Linked DNA regions of Zea mays: regions 2 and 3 are each linked to region 1. Evidence: chromatin contacts called from public Hi-C data. All regions are on one chromosome and are shown on one strand. The core of a region is the stretch at or near the end of the contact, and the rest is flanking DNA. Distances in the headings are between cores, read along the strand shown.

Region 1 (2,700 bases), core at 66-2,565:
GCTTGCAAAACTATTGGTCTTCTAAACCATTGGCAGACGCTGGCGAAGGAGAAATGGAACAAGCTGGAGTTGCTGCAGAAGATGAAACCTTCAGGCTTTGACATTTTCTAATCGAAGACCAATGACAGTTTTAATGAAAGTGACTAATGGTGCCATTCTTAAAAGTTCAAATACCAAATATGTAATGTTTTCAATCTTCTCCAACGAGAACTGGTGGTCACAATCTATGAAATAATAAATACAACCAGTAAGTAGATTAGTACATATTTCATTTTGAATGGAAGGGCACCTAATATGCTAGCTTGTTTTCGACTAAGGAATTAATACAAAACTAGCATACTAGAGTAAACAAATGCACAAAAAAGCTACCCTTGATATCATTGCTACGTATGACAAAATAAATTGGGCATGTTATTATCTGATACACGGATTCAATTCTAAACTGGTCCCTAAGGCATCATACGAGAAGTCTTCATAACTCTGATGTTCCTATTGATACAAACATTCATAAAAAGGCAGCATGGACTTCAGAAGCCCGTCCTCAACAAAAATTGATTAATACAAATCACTACATTACTAACGATAACATGCAAGAAACTAAGACTATAGGAGTATACAATGCATGGAGGGCACACTACCTTTGCTGGATGCTCATGATTGACGAAGGAGATGAGCTTGATGGCATGATCAATTTGATCATATATGTCTTACGTAGTTGCATCACCATCTTTTGTGGGAGAATTAGACTTGTGTTAAGGCTAAACTTCCCATACCTGATATGCATATGGTTCAGGCCCTTTTCGGATGAGCAACCAAAGCTGCAATTTCAGTAACTTTCTAAGGCGTACAAGTTCGGTATTTTAGGAGCTGCCTCAATCACTTTTAGTACTAGTATTCATCAATTTCAGTTGCAAGGAAATCGTTGTATCGATGGCTACGCAATACTAATTCCACACGTGTCCGTCATCTTTGCAAAGTATTTCCCCGGGGTGAAATCAGAACCCACGCCCAAATCAAGAACCCTAGAATAGAGCTTATGATAATCCTAGCACCTCATTAATGTGATGCTCTACCTCGTCTGCATCTGAGGTACGGCATCGACTGCGGTAGCGCGGTGGAAACCCACACATAAATCAAGAATCCTAATACAGAGCAAAGGGAAGGGAAGAGCGGCGCAATTACCGCAAAAATACGGCAGGAGAATGTAACGCCCGTGGCCTCCGGAGTCTTCCCCGTCGACGTGAGCCGCTGCCCGCTGCGCAACCGGCGATGGCCGACAGACCGAGACAGCAAGGTAATGGAATTTCACTTTTATTATTTTTCTCCCGTTCCCCAGTCACCTGTTTTATACGGCACATACTCAGACACAACCAGCCCAGGCAGGTATCCACTCGGCCCAGCCCATCCAGGTGAATATACTTTTACAACGGCCCACCAACCAACACACTCAAACATCACTCCCACCAACCTACTACTTTCAGTCGACCTCATCGGCACGAGCTTCAGTTCAGCACGCACTTTAGAACTTGCCATTGTCATCGAGCCTAACACCTTCTCGCCAATATTGTTAGATTTAAGGCTAGAAAAAGAGTGCGAAGCTTGTGAGCTAGCTCGAGCTTGGGACGGTCCGGCTTGGTTCGGAGCGGTTTGCGAGCCTCGAGTTAGTCGAGCCTAGTTTTTGAGCTCGCTGGTCCACCGAGTCGAACTGAGCCAGCTCCCTCTGGCTCGCGAGTTGTACCAAATTAATCAAACTATATAATAATGATAGATAATAGATAATTTTATTTATAATGTTGAATGATGATTATATTTTTCACATTTATATACTATTAAAGCACTATATAATACAATATTATTTATTAAGGTCGAGCTTGCGAGCCGAGTCGAGCCTCATCTTTCAACTCGTTGAGTGAACGAGCCGACCCAAGCCGTGCTCAGTCTGTCAACGAGCCGAGCGGAGTTTGGCTCGTCTCGTTTCCAGCCCTTGTTAGATTAATGAGCTTGGCCTAAATTGAGAAATTCAATTAAATTCCAAAAAACCTCAAAAGACCATGTATGGGAACCGTAGTACCACATTGCTAATCTAAATTTAGTGAGACTAGTTTATATCTAGAGGCATCTCTCTCCCTCCAAGTCATGGATGAGGGGGGAGGATGGAACACCACACGTGGGTGCGCTCGCTCGCTGTCACACCCGGTTTTAGAAGGCAAACCGAATGTGAACCATGTACGTGCCAGGATCAGCAATTCACGTACACAACAGTTACATAACATGGACATCATCACATAGTGCTCAAATAGTATTAAAAAGGGAAATAATAATCGATTACATCATATGTCTGAGACATCCACATAGTCTTTACAATAAATCAAAGTGCGGAAAAGAAACGTAGATAAACGCGGCCTTCACAGGGAGCCGACTGGTGGTTGCCGCTAACCCACGCCTAAAACTCGTCGTAGTCTTGGAACTCCTGGAAGTCTCCTTCCACGGCTTCATCTTCTCCTGAGCAGTGGTTGCAATGCTGACAACCTGGGGATGGAGGGGGTTGGTGTGTAGAGCAAGGGTGAGTACACATCAACATACTCGGCAAGTATCATGTTTGGTTGTAGTGGACTAGCTTTATGTGGGGGTAAGTCAAGCAGTTGCTTTTAGTTGGTCAGATTATTATTACTAGTACAGAAAGCCAAGTTTTAGAATTAA
Region 2 (2,700 bases), core at 132-2,631, 150 kb before region 1:
CCATGTATAGTAGCATCAATTGAACTTACCAGGGTATAGACCTCGTCCTTCTCCACATTCCCTGGCCCGTGCACCTTTCGCTCATCAAGCCCAATCTCAATGCCAGCTTCCCTCAGTCCATCCTCTGCAACCTTTAACACCTCACTGGTGGTTGCCTGCAGCGCGCTCCGGAGCAGCACACTAATGTGCTCCTTCTCTTTAATCAGTTCATCCACCCTGTCCTCCAAACGCATCAGCTTGCTCTCCTTGTCATTGATACAAGCTCCGACCTTCTCAAGGGCCATTGCCGCAAGCTCATAGGCCAATTTCGTCCCTTCCAGAGACACCTTAAGGCTCTCCTCAACGTCAGACTCCTTCCAGACAAAAACCGAATCGGACAGGGCACTGGCAGCTTCAGCATCGACCAGCTTGACCACCTGCCGCATCTCGTGGTACAGCTTCGAGGTGCATTCGATCTGCTCCGCCAGCACGGGCCTCTGGGCATCGAGCTTCCCCTCGAGAGAGGTGATTTTGTCACGGAGCTCGGAGATCTCAGCTTCTCGCTGGGAGAGTGACTTGGAGAGGGATTCGCCCTCGGCAGACCTGGATGCGAGCGACGCCTCGAGCTCAGAGACCTCGATGGCGATCTGGTAGTTGCGGTGTTCCATCTGCTCGCGCGCGCGATCGCGGTCGCGGTTAGCAGCGTTGATCTGGGCTAGGAGGTCGTCCACGATGTCGTTGGCGCGCTTGAGGACGCCGTACGCGAGGGCCGGGAGGCCGGAGGAGTACTTCTGGGAGGTGGGGAGCGGGGCGGCGGCCGCGGAAGGGGAGGCCTTGGCGGAGATCCTCTCGAAGCCGGAGGAGAGCATGGAGGAGGCGGTGGTGGCCTCGGCCTGGAGCGCGGCGAGGGACCGCGCGGAGTCCGCGGCCTCGGCGGTGAGGGCGTCGCTCTTGCGGAGCACGTCCTGCGCGAAGGCCTTGTAGCGGGCGACGCGGGACTCGGCCCCCGCGATGGAGGCCTCGGCTGCGTGGCGGAGGCGGCGCTCCTCCTCGAGCTCCGCGGCCAGGGCCAGCAGCCGCTGCTGTTGTGCCTGGGCATCGGACTGTGGCAGGGGTTGGGCTTGCGGTAGGGTTTTGTGGGAGGAGGCAGAAGAGATGGAGGGGGATGATGATGGGAGAAGGTCCTCGTCGACGTCCGAGAGGACGGCAGCGTCGTCGTGGTCGGCCATGGCGTCGGAATTGGCCGGCTATGGGCTCCGCGGCCAGTCGACTGGCGAGGATCCCAATCCGACGGGGAGGGTGTCCTACTTGCGACGTCGCAGCCTCGCAGGGTCGGTGTATTTCTATTGGACGGGAGCCGGGCACAGCAGGGTGGGAACGTGACCGGGCCCCGCTGTGGCAATTTTCTTTTTTGGTCAATTTTCTCTGCACACAAGGACGAACTGCTGTGTTGAACTGTTTGGACTGGTGGAAAGATACTGGTGGCACGGCGGCGAGTTGGAAGTAGAACGGAATATTTGTATTGTATACCGATGTTTCCGCAGAAGTGCCAATACGGCAATACACATCAGCAGCAACGTCGCAAATAAACGTGCGGGTGTTTGTTTCGATTAAGCTAATAATAGTAATTTAGACATATATCAACTAAGCTAATTTAATTCAGTTTTATATCAAATATATTTATATATTATTATTAGCAAGTTATCGGAGATATTTATATGCTATATTTTTATTATATAGGAGTGAGTCAAAGAGTGTCCTATAATTTGTAAACTAGAAATAAATTCTATTAAGATATAAAATTATTTTTCATCATATACCGCATGAATTTGAGATATGGTTATATCTGAATTTTGGGAAGTGGTGGAATATTAAATTTCAAACTAAATAGGTTAATTTATTAAGTAAAGTACAATTCCTTCAAAATGAATGGATCCAAACGCTTCGTAATTTCCATCATGTGCCGCTAGAAACCGCGGACTGTTAAATATTTAGTTTTTCAACCTATTTTTTTTAGAACCGTTTTGGTAAAAATTGTCTAAATCAATGTAAACATAGAATCGAGAGAGTTATTAATAAAGTAGGAATTCATCACTTTCTAGATTTTAAACCCTATGAACATATTTATTTTCCTTGGTCACTTTTCTGCACATAATAATGTTCTCGATAATCAACGTGACATGCTTAGGTTAACTTGATGGGACCTAATAGATTACTCTAGTTTTGTTTATCCTACACCTTGCAAACAAATGAACTATTAGGTAGTATTGTTATTGCTCTACCTGACTTTGGAATAATGCTATATATGAATTATGATCATGTTTTATCATTATTGCTAGATTGTTTATTGTTCATGACAATATTATTGTGTTAATTGAAATATGGAGCTTAACCTGAGATAACAGTGCTAGTGGAATGGGACGCCCTTGACTGACTAATTAGTAAAGCTAGTGGAGGACTACATTACCTGAAAGGGGCAATCATGGTATGAGGAGCTACCAGTATATGGAGGTTCTCGGGTCGATCATGTTGCGATGGCTTTTTGGACGAGGGATTCCTATATAATGAACTATTAGGTTTTCTAAAGCTAGTGGAACTTTGTAAAGGCCTCGTAGTGGGACCTTGCCTCGTCTCCTCGGTAGAGATGAATGGAAAGTCGTGATCACTTGGCTAATGGGTAACATGACTTGTGGGTAAAGGGTACAACCTCTGTATAGTGTA
Region 3 (2,700 bases), core at 1-2,500, 210 kb after region 1:
GGGAAATATAGGAATCCCTCATCTGAAAAGCCATCGCAACATGATCGACCCGAGAACCTCCCTATACCATAGCTCCTCTACCACCCTTGCCCCTTTCGGGTAAAGTATTCCTCCACTAGCTTTTCTAATTAGTCAGCCAGGGTGTCCATACCATCCTTCTCGTAGCACTGTTTTCCCAGGTGGTCGCTCCATGTTCCAATTAACATAATGATCTTATCATGAACAATAATTAAAACAACAGCAAAATTGGAACAAGATCATAATATAACATTAATTTCCCGAAAACAGGTAGAGCAATAGTAAATCTACCCGATAGTTCTTTTGTTTGCAAGGTGTGGGGTAAACAATACTAGGGAAACCTATTAGGTCCCATCGAATTATCCTGAGCATGTCACAGTGATTAACATAGACCATTATTAGGTAAAGAAGAGTGATCAAGGGCACAACTTGCCTGTGACTTGAGATTCCGTGGTACGTCTCCAAACTAGGTCTTCAAGTGACTTGTAACCTCGCTGCTACTCATAGCAATACAAACAAACATGGTATAGGCAAAAATTAACATCACACCAATCATGAGAACATATCAAAGAATAATGATCTATGCATCGTAACGAGATCGTGGGTTCGAGAACCACTAAATTCGGAGTTACGGTTAAAGAGTTATGATTTTCCGAAGTTTAAATGTCGTATGTAGAATAGATTGAGTGCATAGTTTTTAACCTATGTTTCATGACAAAATAATGTTGCTAGATGATAAATAATATTAATATGAGTTTAATGCAACTAGAATGGATAAAAAGGAGTTCAAATGAATTAAGTAGGAATTAAACAAGATTATGGAATTATTTCTATATTAAAAATCATTTTAGAATTAATTTTATCATTATACAGAAATTCCTGGACCGCGACCACTATTCTTTTGAAGTCCAGGGGCGGTTCTATAAATCTGTGGACCCATCTACGATGATTCTTGAGTCTAGGCAGACGGCGGGCTGATTTTAAAATAAAGAAGGGTCACTTTTAGAAAAAAAACACACAACGAAGGGGTATCGCAGAGCCATGGCCGATCGATAAAAAATCGATGGACAAGATAAAACTATCCCACCCATGAACCGGTATCCACTGGTGACCACAAGATCCAAAATCAGCGGCCACGATCCAAAATCTCCAAGATCTAATCCTACGCCTTCACCAGACATCCTACGGTTTGGATCTAACGTGGCTAGAAGGATGTGATGATATGATCTCGATCCCCGGTGTCCCGATCAACGGCTCATATTTGGTTACCCCTAGATCTAATCCAGTGCGCACAACATGGATCTGACGACCAGAGGGGCTTCTTCCCCAACCTAGTCGAGGCGAAGCAGCGGTCCGCATCAGCACGGTGGCGCAGCGCTGACTCGTGGCGGTGCCATGGCCGGAAAAGCCCTGACTTCCATCCTGGTTGCCAAATTCGACGCCACAAGGCGCCCATGATGCTACGGTCGTGGCGAATAGGGTGTGGGGCTCATCACCAGAGGTAGTTGCGTAGAGAGTTTTGTCTGCGGCAAACCGTGTCTCCACGGCTGAGCAACGACCATGGTGAGCAATCCCGAGGTTACTGGTGATCTTCTACCCAAGTAGTACAGTGCTACACTTAAATGGTCCAATGGCGAATAAGATGGTAAGGGTATTACCCAGGTCGATGTGGCTGTGATATGATGTCAGGGCACTGAACTAAGCGGCTCGCAGCGGCGCCACATCATCGATGAGGAATTCCCAGATGATGAGATCGATTTCTTGCTCACGGTACTTCTTGGGGGGCTTCCTCATGCTGTGGTGAATGCCCATGACCTCCCAGCAGGCGCCGATAGGCATCAAGGGTGAGGAGCGCTGATGGCAGTCGCGAGATCCCCCGTTCCTCCCCCATCTACCCACGACTGTGGTTTGACCCATTTGGGAACAAGGAGGGGGTCGCGGATGGTTTATATAGAGCCTAAGGTGGAGCATGAGGTGGTGATTCTCGGCGGAGTTTTTGCAACCAACTTGAGCTGGCTTTTGTTTGAACCCAGGAAGACGATGTCCGACACGCTGGGCCCACGTGGCAGGGTCAAGGGAATGAGGCGCGGCGCGGTTGAGAGGCTAGAGCGCGCGCGACCGATTAGGCTGATGACCAGGTCCCAGGCGTCAGCAGTGGAAGACGTTTGGGCAAGGAAAGCCGGAGCTAACGAGGTGGGGCCCACGCGCCATACACGCTAGAAAAAGAAAAAGGTGGGGAAAAGTAATTGGCCGACGGGGCATATTTGGCCCATCCGGCCAGGGTGGACGCCGAGACGGAGTTGGGCCGAGGAGAGGTTTCAAGCCCGAAATGAGGTATGTCCTCCCTTTCCATTTTGTTTATATTTCTTTTAGTTCCTAAATTCTAACTTCAAGTTTTGATTTAATCTGCTTTTAAAATTTCAAACTCAATTTAAATGTGCAAACAAATTACCCAGCATGATGCAACAAAATTCATATATTTTGCATTATTTACTAATTTATTTTAGTGGAATGCGTAATTTATTGAACTCGCACACTAGTAGGAAGTTATATTTGAATGTAAAAATAAAAGTTCATTCACACTTAAATATTTATTACACATTAAGTTTTAGGAGAAGTTAACATATAATCTTCATTATTGTTTTTAACTAATTTTAAAAAGTGCTCTAACTATATGGTTTA

Evidence for each region. Hi-C and Micro-C count contacts between places; a contact is called where the count stands out from the background.
Region 2: a Hi-C map of leaf shows a contact between it and region 1, with 4 times the contacts expected there. The contact joins the promoter of LOC103632335 here to the promoter of LOC100191359 in region 1. A contact is called at or near these places in 6 of 25 Hi-C or Micro-C datasets (ear, endosperm, leaf and 2 more).
Region 3: a Hi-C map of endosperm shows a contact between it and region 1, with 2.7 times the contacts expected there. The contact joins the enhancer-like site here to the promoter of LOC100191359 in region 1. A contact is called at or near these places in 3 of 25 Hi-C or Micro-C datasets (ear, endosperm and leaf).

Annotation. Positions count from the first base shown.
Region 1 is chr7:47,950,308-47,953,007 of Zm-B73-REFERENCE-NAM-5.0, forward strand. It overlaps LOC100191359, which reads right to left and starts at 1,316. Exons shown (of 3, transcript NM_001136793.2): 1 at 1,183-1,316.
Region 2 is chr7:47,796,815-47,799,514 of Zm-B73-REFERENCE-NAM-5.0, forward strand. It overlaps LOC103632335, which reads right to left and starts at 1,382. Exons shown (of 5, transcript XM_008654146.2): 1 at 30-1,382. The coding sequence starts at 1,208.
Region 3 is chr7:48,161,496-48,164,195 of Zm-B73-REFERENCE-NAM-5.0, forward strand. No RefSeq gene overlaps it. Among protein-coding and RNA genes, the nearest start is that of LOC103632337, 140 kb to the left of the region's middle. Within about 2 kb of position 1,251, at least 17 of the 20 cell types and tissues checked have an H3K27ac peak or open chromatin away from gene starts, as enhancers often do. A contact at or near this core is called in ear, endosperm and leaf, where this site is marked.